Regions from separate parts of the Mus musculus genome. Here regions 2, 3 and 4 are each linked to region 1. The links are chromatin contacts, called in public promoter capture Hi-C maps. All regions are on one chromosome and are shown on one strand. The core of a region is the stretch at or near the end of the contact, and the rest is flanking DNA. Distances in the headings are between cores, read along the strand shown. Region 1 holds the start of Meis3 (Meis homeobox 3). Region 2 overlaps Sae1 (SUMO1 activating enzyme subunit 1). Region 3 holds the start of Bicra (BRD4 interacting chromatin remodeling complex associated protein). Region 4 holds the start of Sae1 (SUMO1 activating enzyme subunit 1).

Evidence for each region. Promoter capture Hi-C pulls out the DNA fragments that hold promoters and counts their contacts. Capture Hi-C pulls out chosen DNA fragments and counts their contacts.
Region 2: a promoter capture Hi-C map of liver shows a contact between it and region 1. The contact joins the enhancer-like site here to the promoter of Meis3 in region 1. A contact is called at or near these places in 16 of 39 promoter capture datasets (the 3T3-L1 cell line, 3T3-L1-derived adipocytes, the C10 cell line and 11 more), 19 of 484 Hi-C or Micro-C datasets (B cells, the Ba/F3 cell line, DN3 thymocytes and 12 more), 3 of 115 datasets of contacts at active chromatin or transcription factors (the HPC-7 cell line, T-cell acute lymphoblastic leukemia and pancreatic cancer cells) and 2 of 9 other capture datasets (adipose tissue and liver).
Region 3: a promoter capture Hi-C map of embryonic stem cells shows a contact between it and region 1, with 21 read pairs. The contact joins the promoter of Bicra here to the promoter of Meis3 in region 1. A contact is called at or near these places in 9 of 39 promoter capture datasets (the C10 cell line, the HPC-7 cell line, cranial neural crest and 5 more), 2 of 484 Hi-C or Micro-C datasets (bone marrow-derived macrophages and microglia), 2 of 115 datasets of contacts at active chromatin or transcription factors (bone marrow-derived macrophages and microglia) and 2 of 9 other capture datasets (adipose tissue and liver).
Region 4: a promoter capture Hi-C map of liver shows a contact between it and region 1. The contact joins the promoter of Sae1 here to the promoter of Meis3 in region 1. A contact is called at or near these places in 3 of 39 promoter capture datasets (cranial neural crest and liver), 16 of 484 Hi-C or Micro-C datasets (B cells, the Ba/F3 cell line, DN3 thymocytes and 11 more), 1 of 115 datasets of contacts at active chromatin or transcription factors (the HPC-7 cell line) and 3 of 9 other capture datasets (adipose tissue, liver and pancreatic islet).

The regions. Positions count from the first base shown.
Region 1 is chr7:16,173,665-16,176,957 of GRCm38.p6, forward strand. It overlaps Meis3 (Meis homeobox 3), which reads left to right and starts at 1,731. Exons shown (of 13, transcript NM_008627.4): 1 at 1,731-1,903. The coding sequence starts at 1,892.
Region 2 is chr7:16,364,722-16,368,087 of GRCm38.p6, forward strand. Sae1 (SUMO1 activating enzyme subunit 1) reads right to left here. Exons shown (of 9, transcript NM_019748.3): 5 at 2,086-2,185. Among named protein-coding and RNA genes, the nearest start is that of Sae1, 21 kb to the right of the region's middle. Within about 2 kb of position 1,545, at least 128 of the 459 cell types and tissues checked have an H3K27ac peak or open chromatin away from gene starts, as enhancers often do. A contact at or near this core is called in the HPC-7 cell line, Th1 cells, adipose tissue and 4 more, where this site is marked.
Region 3 is chr7:15,998,169-16,001,443 of GRCm38.p6, forward strand. Bicra (BRD4 interacting chromatin remodeling complex associated protein) reads right to left here and starts at 1,327. Exons shown (of 14, transcript NM_001081418.1): 1 at 1,226-1,327.
Region 4 is chr7:16,386,460-16,390,039 of GRCm38.p6, forward strand. It overlaps Sae1 (SUMO1 activating enzyme subunit 1), which reads right to left and starts at 1,437. Exons shown (of 9, transcript NM_019748.3): 1 at 1,182-1,437. The coding sequence starts at 1,291.

The sequences.
Region 1 (3,293 bases), core at 481-2,980:
CATCCCCCTACCCAAAAATCCAGTCCCATGAGGACAAAGGTGACTGCCCCAAGACACAAATCAATGCTGTGACCCTAGACTGCTGTGTTCCCCTCCACAAATCTCCAATGAGGGTAGTCAGGGAGGGAAGAGCTGGCAGGGTCTTTACACATTTAATTGAAAGTTACTTCGATTAATCTTCTACCTCACAGTACCTATGTTGGGGTACATGTGTGTAGCTAACCCCACTCCCCGCCAGCCTCAAAGGGCCAAAGTGGGGAAACCTGAAGGGGGACCCCACTCAGTGTGATAAGCCCACAGTCAGGCAAGGCCCCCTGAAATCTAGAGCCCTGGTTTGTTGCAGAGAGTGAAAGGCATGTTAGAGAAAGGTCTGGACTCCATCAGGATCTGTGGGTGTCCCAGGTGACAGAACAGGGTGAGGAGAAAGAGGGGCACACTCAGGACAATAAGAGGAGCTGAGAAGAAGCAGGGTCCTCCCTCCTCCATAGCCTCTCAGGCCCTCCCCACCTGTCACCCCTGCCCTGGCTTTTGTTTTATTTCCAGCAGAGAAGATGAAGGAGTGCGAGGCCTGTTTATGGGAGTCATAAAATGTACCTCCAGCTAGCCCAGCGGGGCTCACACCACCAACAGTGAGAGAGTCAGTGAGCAGGCTCTCAGCTGCCTCCACTCTCTGCGCTCTCTCTCTCTCTCTCTCTCTCTCTCTCTCTCTCTCTCTCTCTCTCTCTCTCTCTCTCTCTCTCTGATTCTGTTCCCTTCTCTGTCCCTTTCTCAGGTTCCCTTTCTTTCCTTCCTTCCTCTTCCTCCCCCAACCCACATCCTCCTCTTTTCCTCTGGTTTTTGGAGACAGAATCTTACCGTATAAGCAGGCTTGCATCCAACTCATGCTCCTCCTGCCTCAGTCTCCCTGAGTACCACACACACCCGGCACAATTACTTTTTGCCACTGGAATTTCACTCCAAAGCTTGTCTTGGGGTTTGACTGACAGCTTTTGTCTGCACCGCCTCAGTGGCTAGACCCACGATTTACACCCCACCCCACCCCCACCCTCCCACCCCCGCAAGGCTCGGAGGTCCCAGGCTGCTCCCCTAGGGGCAGCTGAGAGGGCTTCATCCAGGCTAAGGGCCTTCCTGAACACAGGGCTCAGAAGGACAGAGGCACACACATCCCTGAGGGAAGCACAGCAGCTCAATACTTTGCCACTTCTAGACACACACTGGAGCCTCGGGCCGACAGCCCCCTTGTCCCCCCAGGGGAGACAAGGGACAGAAACGGAGCAAGAAGACAAACGAAAATATAAGCTTGGTTCTTTCCTGTGCCTGGTTTGCTTTAATCCCGTCTCATGGTTAGACAGGAGAGACAGAGACAGAAGAGTGACCAGAGAGGAGGGGCAAAAAGCTACTGCAGACCCCTGGCGGCCAGGCAGGGAGAGAGCAAGAAGCAGTGAGGACCAAGAGGGAGGGTGGGGACCGCGGGAAGCTCCAGACACAAGACCCCGCGAATCTGACATACAAAGGCCAAGGTGGGTGGAGGCAGACCTGGAGTCCAGGAAGAGGAGAGGAGGAGGGAGGGGACAGCACGGAGGGAAGAAGGGGAGGCAGAGAAGGAGAGGGAGGAGGGGACTCAGAGGAGAGGGGAGGGACAAGACAGGAGAGGGGCCGCTCGGGAGGAGGCCCCGCTCCGGCAGACAGCGGGTTAAGCGTCTCCGCGTGAACTTCCGGATGTGACACAGGCCGGGCCCGTGTGAGCGGAGGAGCCGCCGCCACCCTCGGCCGCGATCCGCGGGTCTTGGCCACTCGGAGACCCTGGCACCCGGCGGGGACCTCGGGGACCTCCTGCCGCGATGAGCTCCAGGCCGTGACCTCCCGAGCCCAGGACAGGCGGCGCCGGCTCATGGCCCGGAGGGTAGGTGACTGTGCCGTCCCGCCCTGAGCCTCTTTCTGCCTCTAAATGTCCCTTTTTGCCCCTTAGAGTTCCTTCTGCCCCTCCCTCTATTCCTCTCTGTCACTCTCTCCCCCTCACCCCCCCTCCCCTACTCCCTCTATCTCTTGGGTCTTCCCCATCTCTACCCTCTTCCTGTCTGCTTTTCCCCAGGCTTCTGTTGTCTGAGACCCACCCTGGGGTTAGGGGTGGGACATCTCACCAAGCTGCCAGACAAGGGAGAGCAGGGGAGAGATGCGAGCCCTGAGTGTAGGGAGGTTTGGAGACGAACCTGGCAGGAGGTAAAGACCCCATCGTCTGGGTTCACGGTGGGCAGCTGGGAGCAGGTGAATTCACTTCAGGATGCTTAGAGAAGTTAGCCTGCGGAAGCAAAAGAGGAGTGACAGCCACCCAGATGGCCCAGTGCGCCCAGGTCGGCTGGAGAACACAGGACCCTCTGCCTCATACCAGTGAGCCCTTTGCCTCTTGGCGCCCCAGTCTCCCCACTGCTAAGAACCGTCTTCTACCTGGAGATCAAAGGTCCTGCTGCCCCATTGTGATTCCGTAACAGGAGGACCCAGAAATCTGGCTCCTATACTCTTGTTTCTGGTTGGGACTGTTTGCATGGTAGAATAGGGTTACCCTCCCCCAAATGTATTTATTGACTGTTGTCTGATTGTGCTAAATGTCTTTCATTTCCTCATTCATTCAATTCCAACTTGGTGCTAGGTGCGCTCTGACTGACTGACTGACTGTCTGTCTGTCTCTGTCTCTGTCTCTCTGTGTAAGTATATGTGAATGTTTCTCTCTCTCTCTCTCTCTCTCTCTCTCTCTCTCTCTCTCTCTCTCTCTCTCTCTGTGTGTGTGTGCGTGTGTGTGTGTGTAGTTGTCTCTTGCAATTCGGGGTGTAGTGCTCTAAGCCTGCATGCTCTGGAGAACCTACCCTATAGCATACATGTGCATATGTATCACATGCATGTGCATGTCGGCTGTGTGCCCAACTCTGTGTGGATATGGGTATGGTGAATTTACATGTTGGATGTGATAAATTGTTAAGACATTCAGAGGTGTGTAGTGTAATAGCACTCCAGAGGTCAAAGCAGGAGAATTGCTCTGAGTTCCAGGCCAGCATGGGCTGCAAAGTAAGATTCTATCTCAAAACCAAACAAAGCTGGTAGAGCCCTGCCTAGAATCCCCCAGTGAGGGGGCTGGGGGCGTGGCTCAGTGGTAGAGCCCCTGCCTAGAATCCCCCAGTGAGGGGCTGGGGGCGTGGCTCGGGGGTAGAGCCCCTGCCTAGAATCCCCCAGTGAGGGGCTGGGGACGTGGCTCAGTGGTAGAGCCCCTGCCTTGAATCCCCCAGTGAGGGGCTGGGGGC
Region 2 (3,366 bases), core at 295-2,794, 190 kb after region 1:
TTAACTAGACAAAACTTCAAAATCACAGGGCCACTTGGCCTGGTGTCAGGAAGATATTGGGTGAGCCTGGTCTTCATTCTGAGTTCCAGGTCAGCCAGGACTGACACACTCAAAAAAATTATAAATAAGTAAAATAAAATCCCAAGGCCCTCTCTCTCCAAATAGAGAAGTTGTTACTACCAGGTGGCAAAGCCACAAGGCCAAACACTGCCACACCCTGTCCTTGCCCTGTGTTCTTGGTGAGACACAAAGCCAAGGTCTGGAATCCAGGGGATTGTCAGAAGGAATGTGCTGCATGCTGTGCGCCCTCAAGAGCTCAGGGTTGGAATCCCAGCTGAATAGTCCCATTGTAACAGCTGACTAACAATGTCAGCTGGGGAATATTTTGATATCTTCAATTTCTGCCCTCTGTAAGGAAGACATTGCACAAAGGGCAAAGTGCCGGCAGAGCGCTCAGGAATGGCACACCAAGACTGCCAAGTACTGGCCTGGGGTCCCCACATTCTCCTCATAGTGACAGAAAAGTGGCTCCCAAATGAAGCTTCCATATCCACCCTAGTGGGCATCATCAGAAGGGATTCCAGGGAAACTTCCAGCTGTGAATGGCTAACAAAGCAAGGGCTTTTTCCATATGAATGCAAAATGTGGGCCTCAATCAGAGAAGGCCCTTAAGCCATAAAACCCTTCACACCAGGGCCAAGTGTCACACTTGTAAGAGGGTGTGATTTATAAACTGACAGAGCCGCCCACAAAGCTCCTTTTGTGTTCCTCCATTTGTTAACAATGTCTCTCCCCACCAAACTCAGGCAACCCAGCAGAGAAAGCCTGACTGGGCCTCAAAAAGAAAGGACTCCAGGTTTGTTCACTCCGGGTAATTACAGTCCTGTGAATAGACACTAAAATTAGAGCTTAATAATTCCTCGGCATCAGGCTCACAGATAAAGCTATCCCAACACAAACACAAAAGTAAGGGACAGAAAATGCAGTTTTGTCTTGCTAGAAAACTTAGTCCCAGTGCTGTGGAACCTGCACAGAACCTCTAACCCTCAATGAAACTTTAAATGAATGTTCCAACCAACGGCTTTCCTTAAATATGGGTTTGGTCCCATTATTTCTCAGTTTTGTGAAACCAATACCAGCCACTTCAAATTGCTTTCCCTAGTACAAGATTTTCTTGTCTAACACCGGCTAAAGAAACCATTGCCTTCTGTTTGCTTTCCTAACTGCTTTCTCTAAAATGAGATTAAACACTGCACTAGACCCAAACACATGTCTAAGTCCCCAGGTTCTACGCCCAATGGTTTTTTGTTTTGTTTTGTTTTGTTTTTTTTTGGGGGGGGGGGGGGAGACCCACACAACACCAGCAATTACTATCCACATATTAAAGACCTTTCTGTTGGTTTGGGGACAAAGTCTCAGGTAGCCCAAGCTAACCTGGAACTGGAGCTTTGAACTTCTGATCCTTAGTCTCCACTTCCTAAATGCTGAGATGATAAGGCCTGAGTCACCACGCTGGGCTTACTGCCACGGGAACACAGATCCTCCTCTACAATAACCAGTGCCAGCCCAGCTCTTTACCTTTCTGAGACAGGAGCTCTTACTGAACCTGGTGCTCACTACACTGACCGCTCGTCTCCCTCCCGGGCACTGTCACACAGGCACAAGCCGTCTGGGGTGACTTGCTCAGCGCGCTTGTACAGGAAACACTTTATTACTGAGCATCTCAAGTCACACTGTGGCTCACAACTGTCTAACTCCACACTCAGGTCTAAGACCCACTTCCAGTCTCATACGTCACTGTCACATGACACATGTGACACTAGAAGTCAAAACTGATGGCTTTTATGCCAAATCAGTTACACAAGCTTGTCATCTGGCTACCACGGTGCTGCAGCACAAGAGTACTTGATCATTTGAGAGGCTGTCAGAACAGTGAAGGATCTGGAATATAAACCCATTTTCTCGGGAGGAGAGAGCTGCCTGGAATCAGCAGTAGCTATACCCACTCTCGAACTTCCTCTTCCAGGCTTCCCTCATTTGCAGTTACGAGGCCCCAGGGTTTCCAACCTCAGCTCTCTCGCTTACCTTTTTGACCATGGTTGTCTCTGATGAATCAAGCTTTGCTCTCTTGGCCTCAGGTCCATCTTCCACTCCTTGGCTTACTTTGGCAACTTTGGTTTTCTCTCTAGAAGAGACAATGGGAGGAAGCCAAGTTTGAAAGTCACATCACTGGAATGTAATGAGCAAAAGGCTGAGTTCAAGTACAGCCTTGTCTACAGAGTGAGTTCCAAGGCTACAGAGAAATCCTGCCTTGATAAACAAAACAAATATACAACCAAAATAGAGCAAAAAAGTTTTTGAATCAATGAGGCCTGAGCTCAAATCTCATCACGGTCCCTGGAGAGATCTGATAAATCAGTTAGCCATTTTTAAACTAGCTGTCCCTGATGTGATAATGGGAAAAGAACGTAAGTAAACTGCCTAGCATAAGCAAGCTCCCATAAGCCAAAGAGACTGCTTTGCAAACATTCTTGAAGAATCAAAAACTAAAGAGCCAAACCTAATTCCTCCTTGTGCTGTGGAAATTTCATGTTAAGAGTAGCCCAGCCTGCTCTTGTTTTAACTGTGCAATTCATTGCACTCCTAGAATCAGACCTTTCTAAAGCTGCTGGGTGGCTAGGGTAGGAGATGGCGAGAACACATTTGCCCCTTTCAAAGGTTGTCGTCGTTGTCCCCCTCCCCCACTGGTTTTCGAGACAGGGTTTTTCTGTGTAGCCCTGGCTGTCCTGGAACTCACTCTGTAGATCAGGCTAGCCTTGAACTCAGAGGTCTACCTGCCTCTGCTTCCCAGATGCTGGGATTAAGGTGTGCACCAGCCAAGAAACTTGTGGGCCAGAGAAATACCAATGACTTGCTGGAGAGGCTGAACAATAGGAGCACTGCTTAGCAGGAAGCTGTGCCCAACTGTATCACTCAGTGGCAAGGTAGGATTCAGATGCTGTTTGAGAGATTGAGATGAGAGAGCAAGCAAGAGAATAAAAATATAATGAATCGTGGCCATATATTCAGCTCATAGTTTTATAAATACCGTCTGCCATCTTTCTCTTGAAAACGGTAGTAAGTAAAAACACTGCAGGTCTTGTCATGTGAGAATTAGGCTCTGCAGCTTCATGTTCCAAACAAGGCATAAGGTCTGTCTGCTCCACAGTAGGCTCTGAACCGTGGAGCTTTTCAAGGCAGGTTAAATGTGCCCAAAGGACTACCCATTTAACTAGCAGGCACTCTCTCTCCATCACTCAACATGCAAGTACAAGCTAAGGAACAAGCATTTAACACAAGCACACTTTCCCTGGACAGCATGTGAGT
Region 3 (3,275 bases), core at 77-2,576, 180 kb before region 1:
CCACTGTCTTTTTAAACTCCTATGCACTTTAGAAATGCCCAGGCAAACAGATCCATTCATCTTTCCCTTCTTCCAGTGCATCAATCCACTGGCCTCATGTTGGTCTTTCCATTGCAATATCATGAACTGGATACAATGAGGACCACAGTTCCTGAGTTGTGGAAACTTATAGCTCAGGACAGAGAGAACTAACTCCTTTACCAACTGAACTATCTTCCTGGCCTTTCCTTTCTTTCTCATTATTGTGGATGCTGCAGGCCTCGTAGGTGCTCTGTAACTGTGCCACACCCCTAGCATCTCATAGCAAGATTCTAGGCAGGGGCTCCACCAGAGCCACGCCCCCAGCCCCTCACTGGAGGATTCTAGGCAGGGCTCTACCACTAAGCCACGCCCCCAGCCCCTCACTGGAGGATTCTAGGCAGGGCTCTACCACTGAGCCACGCCCCCAGCCCCTCACTGGAGGATTCTAGGCAGGGCTCTACCACTAAGCCACGCCCCCAGCCCCTCACTGGAGGATTCTAGGCAGGGCTCTACCACTAAGCCACGCCCCCAGCCCCTCACTGGAGGATTCTAGGCAGGGCTCTACCACTGAGCCACGCCCCCAGCCCCTCACTGGAGGATTCTAGGCAGGGCTCTACCACTGAGCCACGCCCCCAGCCCCTCACTGGAGGATTCTAGGCAGGGCTCTACCACTAAGCCACGCCCCCAGCCCCTCACTGGAGGATTCTAGGCAGGGCTCTACCACTAAGCCACGCCCCCAGCCCCTCACTGGAGGATTCTAGGCAGGGCTCTACCACTAAGCCACGCCCCCAGCCCCTCACTGGAGGATTCTAGGCAGGGCTCTACCACTAAGCCACGCCCCCAGCCCCTCACTGGAGGATTCTAGGCAGGGCTCTACCACTAAGCCACGCCCCCAGCCCCTCACTGGAGGATTCTAGGCAGGGCTCTACCACTAAGCCACGCCCCCAGCCCCTCACTGGAGGATTCTAGGCAGGGGCTCTACCACTGAGCTACACTCACATTGTCTCATTATAGAATATGAAAGAAAAGGTGAAGCTTGAGGGACACCCTTCCTACAGCTCTGTACATGGGGATGTAGGCTGGAGAGGAGGGACTGAAGGAGGCCGCTAAACCAGGTTCTGCAAGTCAGATGCCAGTGGGCCCCACAAGTACCCAGAGGAACAACTGCACCTCCAAGAGTGAACTGAGGGTCTTCCCTGGTTACCTGTGCTATGAACGAATCATGAAGGGAAGGGTGCGGTGGCCACTCCAGGTCTACACAGGGCCCCAGGCTGGGGACTTTGATAATGTCCTTTGTGGGGCCAGCTGTGGAAAGAAAGGAGAGAAGCTGTGAGTGAGGAAGGTTATCAGCTGGCAAAAGACATGCATGGAGGGACAGGGACGGGAGAGATGGAGGAAGGGAAGAGCCTGGAAGAGAGTGAGGACAGGAAAGAGCGGGAGGTCTGGAAAGACAAGGGAACACGTTTTTTTTATAATCTTGACACTGGGGAGGCTGAGGCAAGAGGATGGACAGTTGTAGGTAAACCTGGGCTACATAAGATTATGTTTTAAAACAACTTAAAAAGAAGTAAACAACCACTGCTGCTAAACTGGATTACAGCTAAGGACTATTGTTAACTAGTTTACTTACCACAAAGCACATCATGTAACTCAGGCTGGCCTGTGAACTTGAGTTCCTCTCACCTCAGCCCCCAATGCCAGGACTGTACTGTGTCCCACCAGAACAGGCCCCCGTTATTAAGTTTTTAAAGGGGTAACAAAAAGAGAGAGGAGGAAGAAAGATAGAAAACCACAAGTTTAAAGGCACACAAAGCAATCTTACATACTATTGGAAGAACAAGGTCTATGGTGTGCATACACATATGTAACACCACGGCACACACTGTACCAAATCACTTACTGATACTTCAGCTTAATATAAAATACCCAGTTCTGGTTCTGTATCATTATTCTTGGTTCTAGGGTATGAGCCCAGATAATTATGTTTGAATTAAGTGATTATTTTATCACTGAGCCACGCCCCCAGTCCCTCACATGGGGGAATTTCAGGCAGCTGCTTTTCCACTGCTGTAACACCACCAGCCTTCTAGAGGCTATCCTTTTTCTGGAAGTGGGGAGGAGGGCTAGGGGATAATGGACGGACATGCCCTCACTTTGTAGCCCTGGCTGACCTGGAATTCATAAAGGCCTGCCTCTGCTTCCAAAGGATGGAGATTAATGGTGTGTGCTACAACTTCTGGCCCTATGGCCAGTTATTATTTGAAACAGGTGTGTTGTATTAAGCAGCCACAATAGTCCCTGAAACATGCCATCTGTGTCCTGGGGGATAAAGGGTCAGGTTCCCGTAGGCCTGTGGGCACAACTGCTCCATCAACCACTCAATGCAGGGCCTTGGTTTCTGGCAAAGGTACCTTATCTCAGATATACTAGTGCCCCCTCACTGAGGTCACTAATGGCGCTCACCTCATACATCGACTCTCTCTGCCAGACACTCTATAGCCTCTATGGCTGACAAGTGTCCAGGGGACATTTCATATAAGGAACTCATCAGAAAATAAAATGTCTGGCCACACAGACAGGCCCACACCTGTGATCCCATCTCCTAGAATGCAGAGGCAGGAGGATGGTGAGTTTGAGGCCAGCCTGGACCTACATAGCAAGACTCTGTCTCAAGAAACAAAAATCATAGTGGTGAGATGGCTCAGTGGATAAAGCCTGGTACCCTGAGTTCAAACAAGGGTACCCACATGGTAGAAGGAGAGAACCAACTCCCATAGATTGTTCTGGGCCCTCAGCCTTCTCTATGGCTTCAAAACTGGAGTAACATGGCAGGAAAGTTAGGACAACAGCTCTGGCTAGGTCACCTTCCAGGCAATCCCCACTTGATGGAGATACAGCACCTGTCAGAAGCCCTGGAGCACAGGCCCTCTCCTGGGTCCATGCTGCCTGCGACAGATGGCAAAGGGTCTGCAGGGCTTGACTGTCACCAATCCTGCACTCTACTTCTGGCTTGGCCCAAGCTCTGCAAACAACTGTCTCCAGGTGGGTTCCCAGAGGGCAATTAGGGGAAGCACTGAGTTCTCTGTGAAACAGGTTTTTATTTTGTTGTCTTTATACTTATGTAATTGGTGAAGGTGGGGTGTGTGCACTCCACCTACCACACTCCCCTACCACAGCATGTGTGGAGGTCAGAGAACAACATGTAGGAATCAATTCTCGCCATCCACAACGTGGGTCCCAGGGATTAAACCCAG
Region 4 (3,580 bases), core at 187-2,686, 210 kb after region 1:
AAAAATGCTCAAGGAGCCCAAGTAAGATGCCTCACCAAGTAAAGTGCTTGTCTCAAATGCCTGGGGGACACCTGGCAACCTGAGTTTAGACCTCAAAAATCTACATAAAGGAACTGACTTCACAAAGTTGTCCTTTGGCATCCACATCAACACCATGGAAAACGTACAGAGAAGTCAAAACATAAAATTCTAAAACCTCTCCCCCAAAAAATGCTCCCCCCAAAAATGCCTAGGGAGCCAATGTGTGATGATGCATGTATTTATCTCAGCACTTAAGACAAGTAAGATCTCTGCAAGTTCAAAGCCAGCCTAAGCTATAAAAACAATTACCTTTGGAGTTTGTTTTGATTTGAGTCAGGATCTCACTGTGGTAGCCCTGGCTGTGTTGGAACTACATAGCTCAGACTAACCTCGAACTCACAGACATACTCCTGCCTCTGCCTCAGGAGTACTAGAATTAAAAATATGAACAACCATATCCCCACAAAATATAATTTATAACTTGAATATGTTAAGGAAGCCAGGCGTGATGGCACGTGCCTTTTTAATCCCTGTACTCATTCGGGATGCAGAAGCAGGCAGATCTCTGAGTTTGAGATCGTCTACAGAGCGAGGCCCAGGACAGCCAGGGCCACAGAGAGAAACCTGGTCTGGGGGAAGGGGAAAGAAAAACAAACAAACAAACAAACAACCCAACGTCTGTAGCTGTGTGCTGAATAAATTGGGCCACTCTGCGCCTCTCCAGGGGTCCCTTTGTCAGGACTTGCCCTCAAGCACTCCTCTAGAGGAGCCTGTGGGGTTTGTCAAGTCCCCAGGGCGTCCAACACAGGTTCCCATGCATAGAAATTAATGAGCTCAGCCCGCCACCCCCCTATTTTGCACTAATGCTCACCCCACTTAGACCCTACAAGCCTCACCTAAATCCCACCATCACCAGGTACTGACACCGAGGGAGCCTCAAGTTCAAATCCTCCCTCTCCCCCGCCTCCTCCAAGGACACTCTCAATACTACACAGGGGACATCTCCACCTCCGGTACTTTGCAGAAACACCGTCCATTCGTCAGTTCTGAAGCACTAGGAAACCCAAGTGCAGCAATCCCGCCTCCGCTCCACAACAGGGCCGCACCCACTCCCTCAGGGCCCACACGCCGGCCCGCAGGATGCCCGCGGCGCCCCTCACCGCTTCTGGGCCTCCAGTCCCCACAGGCGGATCTGTCGGTCATACTGCGCTGCCTCCTCCTCGCTGATGCCACCGCCGCCGCCGCCGCCAGCCTCCTCCTTCTCTACCATGGCGCCGGCTTTCAGCTCACCCGCTCCCGCTCTCGCTAACCGCCAGCAGCGAGTCCGTGCACCGGGGACGCGCTTGCGCCTGCGCAGAGAGCCGCGCCTGCGCAGTGCCACCTCCGTGCTTTGCGGGAGACCACGTGGATACCGAAGACTCCAAGGCCCGCTCGCTGCCCCATCACGTGATGGAGACGCCAATCAATCCCGGAGAGGAAAAAGAAAAAAAAAGAAAAGTGGCGGGTGTTTTGATTCCTCGAGGATGTCCACGCGGTCATTTATGAAGCGGATCTGGATCGAGTTGTCACCGGGATTCCAGCATCGATGGTGTGGTGAAATAAAGATACTACTTTAAAATAACAACACATGGAGCTCACTACCTATTGAGGCGAAAAAAATAAAACAAAAGAAAGCTAGACTTTCCTCCTGGACAGAAAAAGAGGAAGGACTCCTCTCTGCCCTCTCCTCTCCTGACACATTCTCAAATCCTTATGTAAGATGCAAGACTCAAATTGATCATGGTGGGCTATGCCTGTAATCACAGCTTTTGGACAAAAATAAGTGAAAGGAATCAAAAGTTAAAGGCCAGCCTGGGTTACATGAGATCCTGTTAACAGAAGCAAACCTAAATTTATGAGCTCGTGCCTGTAATCCCAGCATTCATGCCTTCACAAGGCTGAAGTAGGAGAATTACTACGAATGAGATCCTGTCTCAAAACCGTCAAGGACTGAAAAGATGGCTCAGTAAAGTGCTTGCCTGAGTTTAATATCTATATTCCTATTTAAAACAAAAACAAAACAAACAAACAAACAAATTTGTAGTGCAGATTTGTAATCCCAGCACTTGGGAGAAGGTTTTCTGGGCCTTGCTCAGACCCACACTTATCTAACCAACAAACCCATATCCCAATGAAGATATCCTGGGTCAAAAACCAAGGCTGATGCTGGGTGATGATGGCTGCCCAGAGCTTTAATCCCAGCACTCTGGAGGCAGAGGCAGGAAGATCTCTGAGTTGGAGGCCAGCCTGGTCTACAGAGTGAGTTCCAGGACAGCCAGGGCTATATAGAGAAACCCTGTCTCAAAAAACAAAAACAAACAAACAAACAAACAAACAAAAAAGAGTTCAAAGCTGGGGCTGGAGAGATGGCTCAGTGGTTAAGAGCACTGACTACTCTTCCAGAGGTCCTGAGTTCAATTTTCAGCAACCACCTGGTGGCTCACAACCATCTCTAATGGGATCTGATGCCCTCTTCTGGTGTGTGTTTGAAGACAGCTACAGTGCACTCACATAAATAAAATTAATAAATAAATCTTTAAAAAAAGAGAGAGAGTTCAAAGCTGGGGCTGGCGAGATGGCTCAGCAGTTAAGAACACTGACTTCTCTTCCAAAGGTTCTGAGTTCAAATCCCAGCAACCACATGCCCTCCTCTAGTGTGTCTGAAGATAGCTACAATGTACTAAGATATAATAATAAATAAATCTTTAAAAAAAAAAAAACAGAGTTCAAAGCCAGTCTGGACCACATAGCAGGACTCTACCTCAAAAAAAAAAAAAATTAGAATAAATCCCAGTATGGTTACACATGCCTTTAATATGCCTTTAATAGCAGCACTTGGAAGGCAGAGGCAGGTGGATCTGTGAGTTGAGGCTAGGCTGATCTACATAGCAGCTCCAGACCAACCAGTGGACTGCAAATGTGAGGATTTAAATTTGGTTCTTTAGAAAGCCAGATTTGGTAGTCAGCATGTCTTCAATCCCAGCACTCACACCTAGAGATAGGAAGCAAAGACAGACTCCCCCAGCCTGGTATATGCTGCAATGAAAAAGGGATGTGAGCCAGTCGGTGCTCTTAACCGCTGAGCCATCTCGCCAGCCCCAGCTTTGAACTCTCTCTCTCTTTTTTTTAAAGATTTATTTATTAATTTTATTTATGTGAGTGCACTGTAGCTGTCTTTAGACACACACCAGAAGAGGGCATCAGATCCCATTAGAGATGGTTGTGAGCCACCAGGTGGTTGCTGAGAATTGAACTCAGGACCTCTGGAAGAGCAGCCAGTGCTCTTAACCACTGAGCAATCTCTCCAGCCCCAGCTTTGAACTCTTTGTTTGTTTGTTTGTTTGTTTTTGTTTTTCGAGACAGGGCTTCTCTATATAGCCCTGGCTGTCCTGGAACTCACTCTTTAATCCCAGCACTCGGGAGGCAGAGGAAGGCAGATCTCTGAGTTTGAGGCCAGCCTGGTCTACAGAGTGAGTTCCAGGACAACCAGGGCTACACAGAGAAACCCTGTCTTGTAAAA